Linked DNA regions of Mus musculus: region 1 is linked to region 2. Evidence: chromatin contacts called from public Hi-C data. All regions are on one chromosome and are shown on one strand. The core of a region is the stretch at or near the end of the contact, and the rest is flanking DNA. Distances in the headings are between cores, read along the strand shown. Region 1 has its middle 18 kb from the start of Cyp2d12. Region 2 has its middle 17 kb from the start of Cyp2d34.

The links. Hi-C and Micro-C count contacts between places; a contact is called where the count stands out from the background.
Region 1: a Hi-C map of liver shows a contact between it and region 2, with 2.5 times the contacts expected there. The contact joins two enhancer-like sites. A contact is called at or near these places in 5 of 484 Hi-C or Micro-C datasets (liver and nephron progenitors), 2 of 115 datasets of contacts at active chromatin or transcription factors (hepatocytes and liver) and 1 of 9 other capture datasets (embryonic stem cells).

The regions. Positions count from the first base shown.
Region 1 is chr15:82,570,935-82,575,177 of GRCm38.p6, reverse strand. No RefSeq gene overlaps it. Among named protein-coding and RNA genes, the nearest start is that of Cyp2d12, 18 kb to the right of the region's middle. Within about 2 kb of position 2,172, at least 2 of the 459 cell types and tissues checked have an H3K27ac peak or open chromatin away from gene starts, as enhancers often do. A contact at or near this core is called in liver, where this site is marked.
Region 2 is chr15:82,635,926-82,640,306 of GRCm38.p6, reverse strand. It overlaps the pseudogene Cyp2d13. Among named protein-coding and RNA genes, the nearest start is that of Cyp2d34, 17 kb to the right of the region's middle. Within about 2 kb of position 1,521, at least 6 of the 459 cell types and tissues checked have an H3K27ac peak or open chromatin away from gene starts, as enhancers often do. A contact at or near this core is called in liver, where this site is marked.

The DNA.
Region 1 (4,243 bases), core at 923-3,422, 66 kb after region 2:
CATATTTGTCAACTGACACAAAGCTCAAGGCCCAGTGGATCAAGAACCTCAACATAAGAGAAGTTACACAGAATCTAGTAGAAGAGAACCTGGGAAAGAGCCTCGAACTCATTGGCACAGGTGGAAATTTCCTGTAGTCCCCCACCCCCAGCCTTGAGCAGTCTGGCTCTGACATGCCACTGTGAGCTAGGCCACCTCAGGTGGAGTCTTTAGACCTAGATAGGTCTATTTTTCTGCCACCTCTGCTGTTTCCTCCAAGATGCCACTACCTGCTGAGAGGCTAAACCTGTTCTCCTGACACTATCCTGATGAAACAAGATCCTGGCCTGGTCGGGGATGGGATACCCCCCTATATAAGCTCAGATTCTTAAGTAAACTTTGGGCCTTGATCAGTAGTTTTGTCTTGGTCTTGTTTTTCCTCTCGACATTTTCTCTCATGCAGCCCCAGCCTCCCTTTCAGGAACACAGTTCCCATAGCTGCAGGCAACTACAGGTGGTGCCTTGAACATGCAGCCTGAATATGGAAGCACCGACTGAGGGAACACTGTCTTGGTGGAGCTCCACGAGAAAAGTAAGAAGATGTATCCCTGCATAGTAAGCAACATACAGCATTAATATTAGTGCTACAGATGTCATCCTTTGAAGGCTGGGAGTGAAAAATTCTAAATAGGCATTTGTCCACAGTCAAGAAATGCATCAGGCAAGAGGAGTTGGGCTTAAAATAATAAAATAAAATAAAATAAAATAAAATAAAATAAAATAAAAATAAAATAAATAAAATGAGTAAAAAAATGTTTTTAAAAGGGAGATGCTAGATATACATATGACATGAGAGAGAGAGAGAGATAAAGAGAGAAGTAAAATGGATTTTGGAGCTCTCCCACAGACAGAGGAAAATCGGGGGACATCCTGTTTACTCTCTAGCCCTTATAGGAGATACCATTAGTTCTGGTTACATCAAGTTCTCTACCCTCTCTGTATTGTCTGTGTTTGGTGCACCAATCTGTTCATGTGTCAATTCGTGTCTTTTTGTTGTTGTTGTTGTTTCATTTTCTGAATGACTGTTCTATGTTTCATGTTGAAAAGAAAAAAAAAATGGTTAAAACTTTATCCGCTGACTATCCATCTCTTGATTCAGTCTCAGTTTACACAGTGGAGGCTGATAAAAGGTTGCCCCACATCTTAGCCAGGAGTAACACACAGCAGGATAGCTCCTGCTGAAAAACTGTTTTTAAAAAGGGGTCTGTACTTCTTAGTTCTAAGGCAAATAAGCTGATAGTTGTTTTTTTCTAGAAAATTCTCTGCAATTCTGATTTTTGGGTTCAGCAAATGACAAAGTGCTTTTTATCTTGAAATTATAGCTAGAAAGTAAAATTCTTTGATTCATCAAAATGTATAAGATTTGTGTAGCCACTTCATTTGGTTTCTGACTGGTCTTAAAAGTATAAATATGCTCTGCCTGTCTTAGTCATAAAGAATTAGCTTATAAGTTATGTGGTATGATTGAAAAGGTGTAACATTAGTAACAAGAAAGTTAGCATAAAACTGGTAATTCAGGGCTGGAGTCATTTTAAAACAACAGCACGTGGCATGAACCAGCCCAGGAAACTAGGCCTCTAGAGATACTTCTAAATTGAGATAATATTTTATGTGATTCTTATCCTAGAAACTAGACTTATAAGAGATAAGATTTAGGGGCTGGTGAGATGGCTCAGTGGGTAAGAGCACCCGACTGCTCTTCCGAAGGTCCAGAGTTCAAATCCCAGCAACCACATGGTGGCTCACAACCATCCGTAACAAGATCTGACTCCCTCTTCTGGTGTGTCTGAAGACAGCTACAGTGTACTTACATAAAATAATAAATAAATCTTAAAAAAATTTAAAAAAAAAAAGAGATAAGATTTAAAACAATGTCTCTTTAATAAAGCATTAAAGTTTGCACTGTCATGCATTCATATATACGAATTGGCAGCCAAACTTGGTAACATGAAAGTGATGTTTCTGATATTGATTTTTAAGAAAATAAATTGTTTAAAATTGGGTTTTGCTTTCCAAAAGTTATGGATTGCAAAAGAAACTTAGAAATTCTGCAATCTGTCCTCACTGCAAGAGGAATAATCTTTGGACCAGGACTCAAGCAGAGATTAATCAATGCTCAGATTAAGAAATATTTACATTTGAGTTAATGAAAAGCTCAGAGGAGCCTCAGAGAGGCTTATGTGGCTTTTCTTTTGTTTTGCAAACCCTGCCTAGGGAAGTTCTTGGGACCTTGCCTCTTCTTGCTTCTGGGGAATAATTTTTTTTAAAGCTAAAACATTATTACAGATCTATCCAGGTGTTGTTCAAAATAAAGTTTAAATTTTAGATTTATGAAAGGTCAATGAGGCTGTAGAACTTACAGAGGCATTACAATCTGGCTTGCCTACTCCATATAGAATTATTATAGATTTGGAAGGTTGTTTTTTCCTTTGCATTGTAAAGCTCTTTCCAGTGAGCTTGTGATCATTGGAAAGTTTTGCCTCTAGGTATGGCTAATAGCCTTATGTTATATAAATAATAATAATAATAATAATTTTTTCTAGTTTTGCTTCAATACAAGAAGCTAAGACTTTGAATCTTTCAATGTATATTGCTTCTTAAGTGGACAGTAATTTATTAGCAAATGAAGGGAAGTTTACTTCAAATCTTTGCTCTCACACAATGAGCTTTAAAGTTTTGGGGAGTAGCTGTTGCTCCAGAAAAGATTCAGAGGCAATATCATTTAAACATTTAGGGTCTTAGTTATCCTAGAAAAATTGTGTACAGAAAATTTAAGAAAGAAAAGATGATTTGTTTACTTCAAATTATTTTCAAAAGCTTCCAGGAGATGTTAATTGGCTAAGACCTCACCTTAAGGTCTTAAGGTGACTCAAGCCTTTGTTGGATGTTATCAAGGGAGATGCAAATTAACTGGTGAGAAACAAAAGGCTTTGCAGAAAGTAGAGAAAGCTTTTATAATTAATTGTTATCAATTGTAATCAATGGTAATCAAATATTAGCTGCTTATTTTAGTTATTGTTACTTAATGTGCCCACAGCAATTCTTTGGCAAAACAGAACATTAATGTAAAATTATCTTTCTTCATCTCCAAGTAAAGTTTCAACATCCTATTATAACACTGCTATGGTGCTAATAAATAATTGTAAGATAAAATCATGAAGGTATTTAAAAAAAAAAACAACAACAGCAAAAAATGTGTCTTAAAAAAAAAGTGTCTTAAAAACCTGATGAAGTGTCTGTTCATTGTTCCAAACAGCAATTAAATTGGTTATTTCAGAATTTTGATATTTGGCCTATTGCATAGCAATTTTTTTTTAGATAAAATTGATAATCATTACCCAAAAGATAAGTTGTTAAAGATTGCTTCTATGCATGCTTTTGCGTTTTCTATAAATTTATGCATTCATGCTTCCCATAAAGAACACATCTACTGTATTTAAAAACAGCCCTTCTATGGGAGAAAAGTATATGAGATTGGATCACATGTTTATTCTGTTGAGTTTCCTCCTGCTTCAGCACAGATAATTAAATTGTGTGCTATAGTCAGTGTTTTAAAATGTTGAAAAATCAAGCTTTAATTTGTATACTAATAGTTTATATATATGTATATATACATATACATACATACATATATACAGACATACATACATACATACATACATACATACATACATACATACATACAACTCAGGGCTTACAATTGCTTGAAATGTTCATTTTTTAGATACTATGAATTCTCAAATTTGCAATTGTTTATGCATATACAACTCAAGTTAAGAAAAAAACTGTTCCTTTAAAGGACTGTCTTTCTCATTCTAGATTGCCTGGACAAGACCTTTTATGGTGATGCCATGCTTAATTTTTATATCCCAGGCAGATTATAGGCCTTACACAAGAATAATTGGCCATATAATCTCATTATTTACATCATGAAAATAGTAATGGCTTGAGATAATAATTTGGTATTTTTAGAGAACGTGCATGTCAAATTGTAAAGACTTGTTCTCAGTGTGCTCAGTTTCTACCTGTTCCACATAATGGTGTTAATTCTTGAGGACTTATACTTAATCAATTATTGTAAATGGATACTCATATTTCTGATTTTAAAAAATAAAATATGCACATGTGACTGTTGATACCTTTTCGACCTTTCTAGTTGCAACTGCTCTAACAAGAGAAGCAACTAAAAGTGTAATTAGTCATT
Region 2 (4,381 bases), core at 272-2,771:
GCAACAATATCCTGAATTTTACTTGCATCTCCACTCCTAGGGAGTCCCCTCGATCCTTACACACTCCTGAACAAAGCTGTGTGCAATGTGATTGCGTCTCTCATTTATGCCCGTCGCTTTGAGTATGGAGACCCTGACTTCATCAAGATGCTAAAAATATTGAAAGAAAACATGGGAGAGAATACTGGCTTGTTTCCAGAGGTAGGAGACTCAAGGGCAGCCTTCAGATCAACTTCCCTGCTTTCCATCTTCCAAGAGGAGGCTGTAGACAGGAGATTTGGAAAGGAGACCTCTAGAAGTGTCATCCACAGGAATAGGAGCCTGAAGCTTGACAAGCATGCAGCAATGTGAGGGGAGAAGAGGCCCAAGATTAGGCCCTCTAGAATGTGAGAAGCTGGGCCTCTGCTCACAGGGAAGCCACCAAAGCCTATGGGATTTCCACCAAGGTGCTGCTAGAGGCTGAAGGCATGGACTAAGAAGGAGTCAGGTGATGGGTGGGAACACATAGGGCCCGTGTCCATCATGGAAGAGGCTGGTAACTAAGACTGGCCGAGATCAACACTAAGCCTATGTACCCAGGAGCCAGAGAGATGGTTAGTGGGTAAGGAGCTTGCCAGGCAAGCAGGGTGCTTGAGTTTCAATCCTGGATGCCACGCAACTGACTCTCTATGGTTTTCCTGGACCTCAACATCTTTGTTGTGTCAATAGCACTGCTCACATCATTTGCACATGGAAACACATTGAAATAATGACTATTATTACTGAAGTTATTTCTTACTTATTATTGTTATTTTAACTAATTATTTACTCAACTCGTTAAATTAAAGGCAGCAGGAAAACTTACCATATTCTATGGTTGTTACAGGTTCTGAACACATTTCCAATTCTCCTGCACATCCCAGGGTTGGCTGACAAAGTCTTCCCTGGGCAAAAGACATTTCTCACCCTGGTAAATAAGCTGGTGACTGAGCACAAGAGGACCTGGGACCCTGACCAGCCACCTCGTGACCTGACTGATGCCTTTCTGGCTGAAATGGAGAAGGTGAGAGACTCTGCAATCTGGTGTCCATTGCGCTGTGAATAACCCAGTGACACTGAAATGTCACCACCTAAAGTCATCAGGAGAGTGTTATGGGGCCTTCCAGTCTCTCCACTGAGTCTACTGCTTTTCTGTGTCCTAGGCAAAGGGGAACCCTAAGAGTAGCTTCAATGAAGCAAATCTACGTCTGGTTGTCTTTGACCTGTTTGGTGCTGGGATTGTGACCAGTTCAATCACTCTGACCTGGGCCCTGCTGCTCATGATCTTGCATCCAGATGTGCAGCGTGAGACTGATGGGGCTGGGAAGAAAGGAGGAGGAGGGTAGAGGCACAGTTCTTAAGCTTACTTGGGACTCTTGTGGCTCCCAACACTGGTTTAACCCAGACTCCAGCAAGGGTGATGGTCACCTTTCTCCCATGGGCTCAGCCCTTAACAGAGCAGTAGTAGAGGGACAAAGGACACCCCTCTGGTGTTCCTTTTTCTAAGTGGTTGTTGCCTTTCCAGGCCGAGTGCAAGAGGAAATCGACGAGGTCATAGGGCAGGTGCGGTGTCCAGAGATGGCAGACCAGGCCCACATGCCCTACACCAATGCTGTCATTCATGAGGTGCAGCGCTTTGCAGACATTGTCCCAATGAACTTGCCACACAAGACTTCTCATGATATTGGAAGTACAGGGCTTCCTTATCCCTAAGGTAGGCCTGGGACCCTCCAATGTCTAGTCAGGGTTGCTAGCTCTCTAATGTCTGAGCTGTCCACTTAAGATAGGACTGGAATTTAGGCTACCCAGTTCTCCATGCCACAGAACCAGCTTCCCCAGGTAACTATGGGAAGAGAAACAGTAGCAGGAACTGTATACTGGAAAGTCAAGTGGTAACAGCCACTACCTACAAATACAGGTGACAATGTGTATATCTGTCACTTATCACATATTCATGTCATAGTATTAATGACAGCTAAGAAGTCTCTAGGGCTAAGGTTATATGAAAGGATCCAGTCTGTGAGGTAGAGACCATGCATGTGAGCTTGGTGATCAGAGACTAGACAACCCCACCCCAGTCCAACCTCACACCATGTGCCTTCTGCCAGGGGACGACCCTCATCCCCAACCTGTCCTCCGCGCTAAAGGATGAGACTGTCTGGGAGAAGCCCCTCCGCTTCCATCCTGAACACTTCCTGGATGCCCAGGGCCATTTTGTGAAGCCTGAGGCCTTCATGCCATTCTCAGCAGGTGCCTCTGGGGTGCCTGGCTCCCTGTCTCTCCCCGGGGTGCCTTGGAGGGTGGAGCACTGTGGGGCATCAGGCCTGGGGAAATAAAGGGGGTGGGAGAGAACCCGAACTGGACATGGGGGACTGCCTTGCACTCTCTATGCCGCCCGGGTGAGCGTCTGGCTGTGGGAAGCTATGAACCTCAGTTCAAGGGGGGGCAGAGAGGAAGCAGTCCAGGGTCTCTGGGCCTCATGGAGGCCAGAGACGACAGGTTCTCAGTCTCACACATCCCAGATGTCACTGTATGTCGTGTAAGAGCTGAGAACAGGCCCTCAGATGGACTCTGGCCGGGGGCCGGAGGGAGGGTAAGGGGAGAGCCCTGGCAGTTTACTGCAGGGATGAGAGAACCTGACTAGTTCAGGCTGCTAGCTCGGTGGGTGCCTTGGGTTGGCTGGCGGCCATGGCTGGAGTGCAGGAAGGCCTTCCAGTGGGAGGTTAGATGTGGCTCTTTAGAGGAACGCCTACTCTGTTTCCCCAACACAGTGAGTCTCAATGAGCAGAGATTGTCTATGGTTTTAGAGCTTTATTGTAGAAAAACAGGGAGAAAGAGAGAAGGTAGAAAGAAATAGGCCAGCCATAGCCAAGTGGAGAAAAACCGGAAGGGAGGGGCTGAAGGAGAGCTAGAGATAAGATTAAGAGACTGTGGGAGCTTAAGAGAACAAGGAGGGGCCAAGCAGCCCCTTTTATAGTGGGCTGGGCTATCTTGCAGTTGCAGGGCAGTTGTGGTAAGAAGCATACCTGGCTATAGCCAGATACTGTGGGGATGGAGTCTAGCCAGAATACAAGGAGTTTGGGGATGTGACTGGTAGTCACAGGATTATGGAGCTGGGGGCTCCGTGGTGTCAGGCACCTATGTCTGTTTGGGAGAATGGCTCACTGCTCTGTAGAGTTTCTACTGAGTCTCCAGAGTAAGTCTCACCTGACCAGAAAACAGGCTGCCTTTCACAGTCCCACAAAGCACCAATCAAGTCCCAGATTGACTGAGCCCTTTCTGACCCACAGGTCGTCGAGCATGCCTGGGGGAGCCCCTGGCCCGCATGGAGCTCTTCCTCTTCTTCACCTGCCTCCTGCAGCGCTTTAGCTTCTTAGTGCCTGCTGGACAGCCCCAGCCCAGTGACTATGGCATCTTTACATTTCTGGTTAGCCCCTCCCCCTATCAGCTCTGTGCATTCACACGTTAGCAGGCAACAAATCCTAGTCCAGAAACTAGCTTAGAGTCACACGCACAATAAACCAGTTTTGTGGCTGCCACTTCTTTTCTTATTCAAATCTCATTCCTGTCTGTGTTCAGTCCTCAGAGAACAGTCCTCGACCACACTCTTGCCTGAACCTTGCTTAATGGACATCTTGAGTGTTAAGAGAAAGGGGTAACTGTCACACCAGTCCCAATAGAATCTGTGTGACAAGTTCCACAGACTTAGGCAAAAACTGCAAAAGGAGGAGGCCTCCTGGAACTAGTTATAGAACTCTTGGCCAGAGCAAAATATTGAGCTGTAATTCTCATGGCGATTTATCTGTTTTATTTTCTTTTATTCCTTTTCTTATTTATGACATGTTCCTTGTAGCCTAGTCCAAGGTCTTAAGTGAGAATAATGTATAAGAAACCATCCCTTGAGATGGGGTCACTAACATGACCTTATCTCTGGGGAAAATAACACATTACTTTATAAATCATTTACAAAATTACATAATAGTGCTATGATAGATAAAAATTTTCCCAACAATAAAATTTCATATGGCTGCACGTGTCTCATCAGAGGTGGGCTTTGATATATGGTAAATAAAGCCTTAAATAAAAAGAATTAAAATAGTTTAAATTTACACGTTGAAGATTTATTTAAAAAATAGGCATTAGATATTAAACAATAATTAACTATAAAGATTTATTAACCGGCTCTAGGAAATCTGCCCCTAGCCTTGGATGGCTGCCCCACTGATTACATCCTTTCAGAGTTGTTATACTTAGATGATTTCTATTAATCATGATGTCACCTGTTCTGCTTGTGATTCACTGAGTACATCTTTTTTTTTTTTTTTTTTTTTTTTTTTTTTTTTTTGGTTTTTCGAGACAGGGT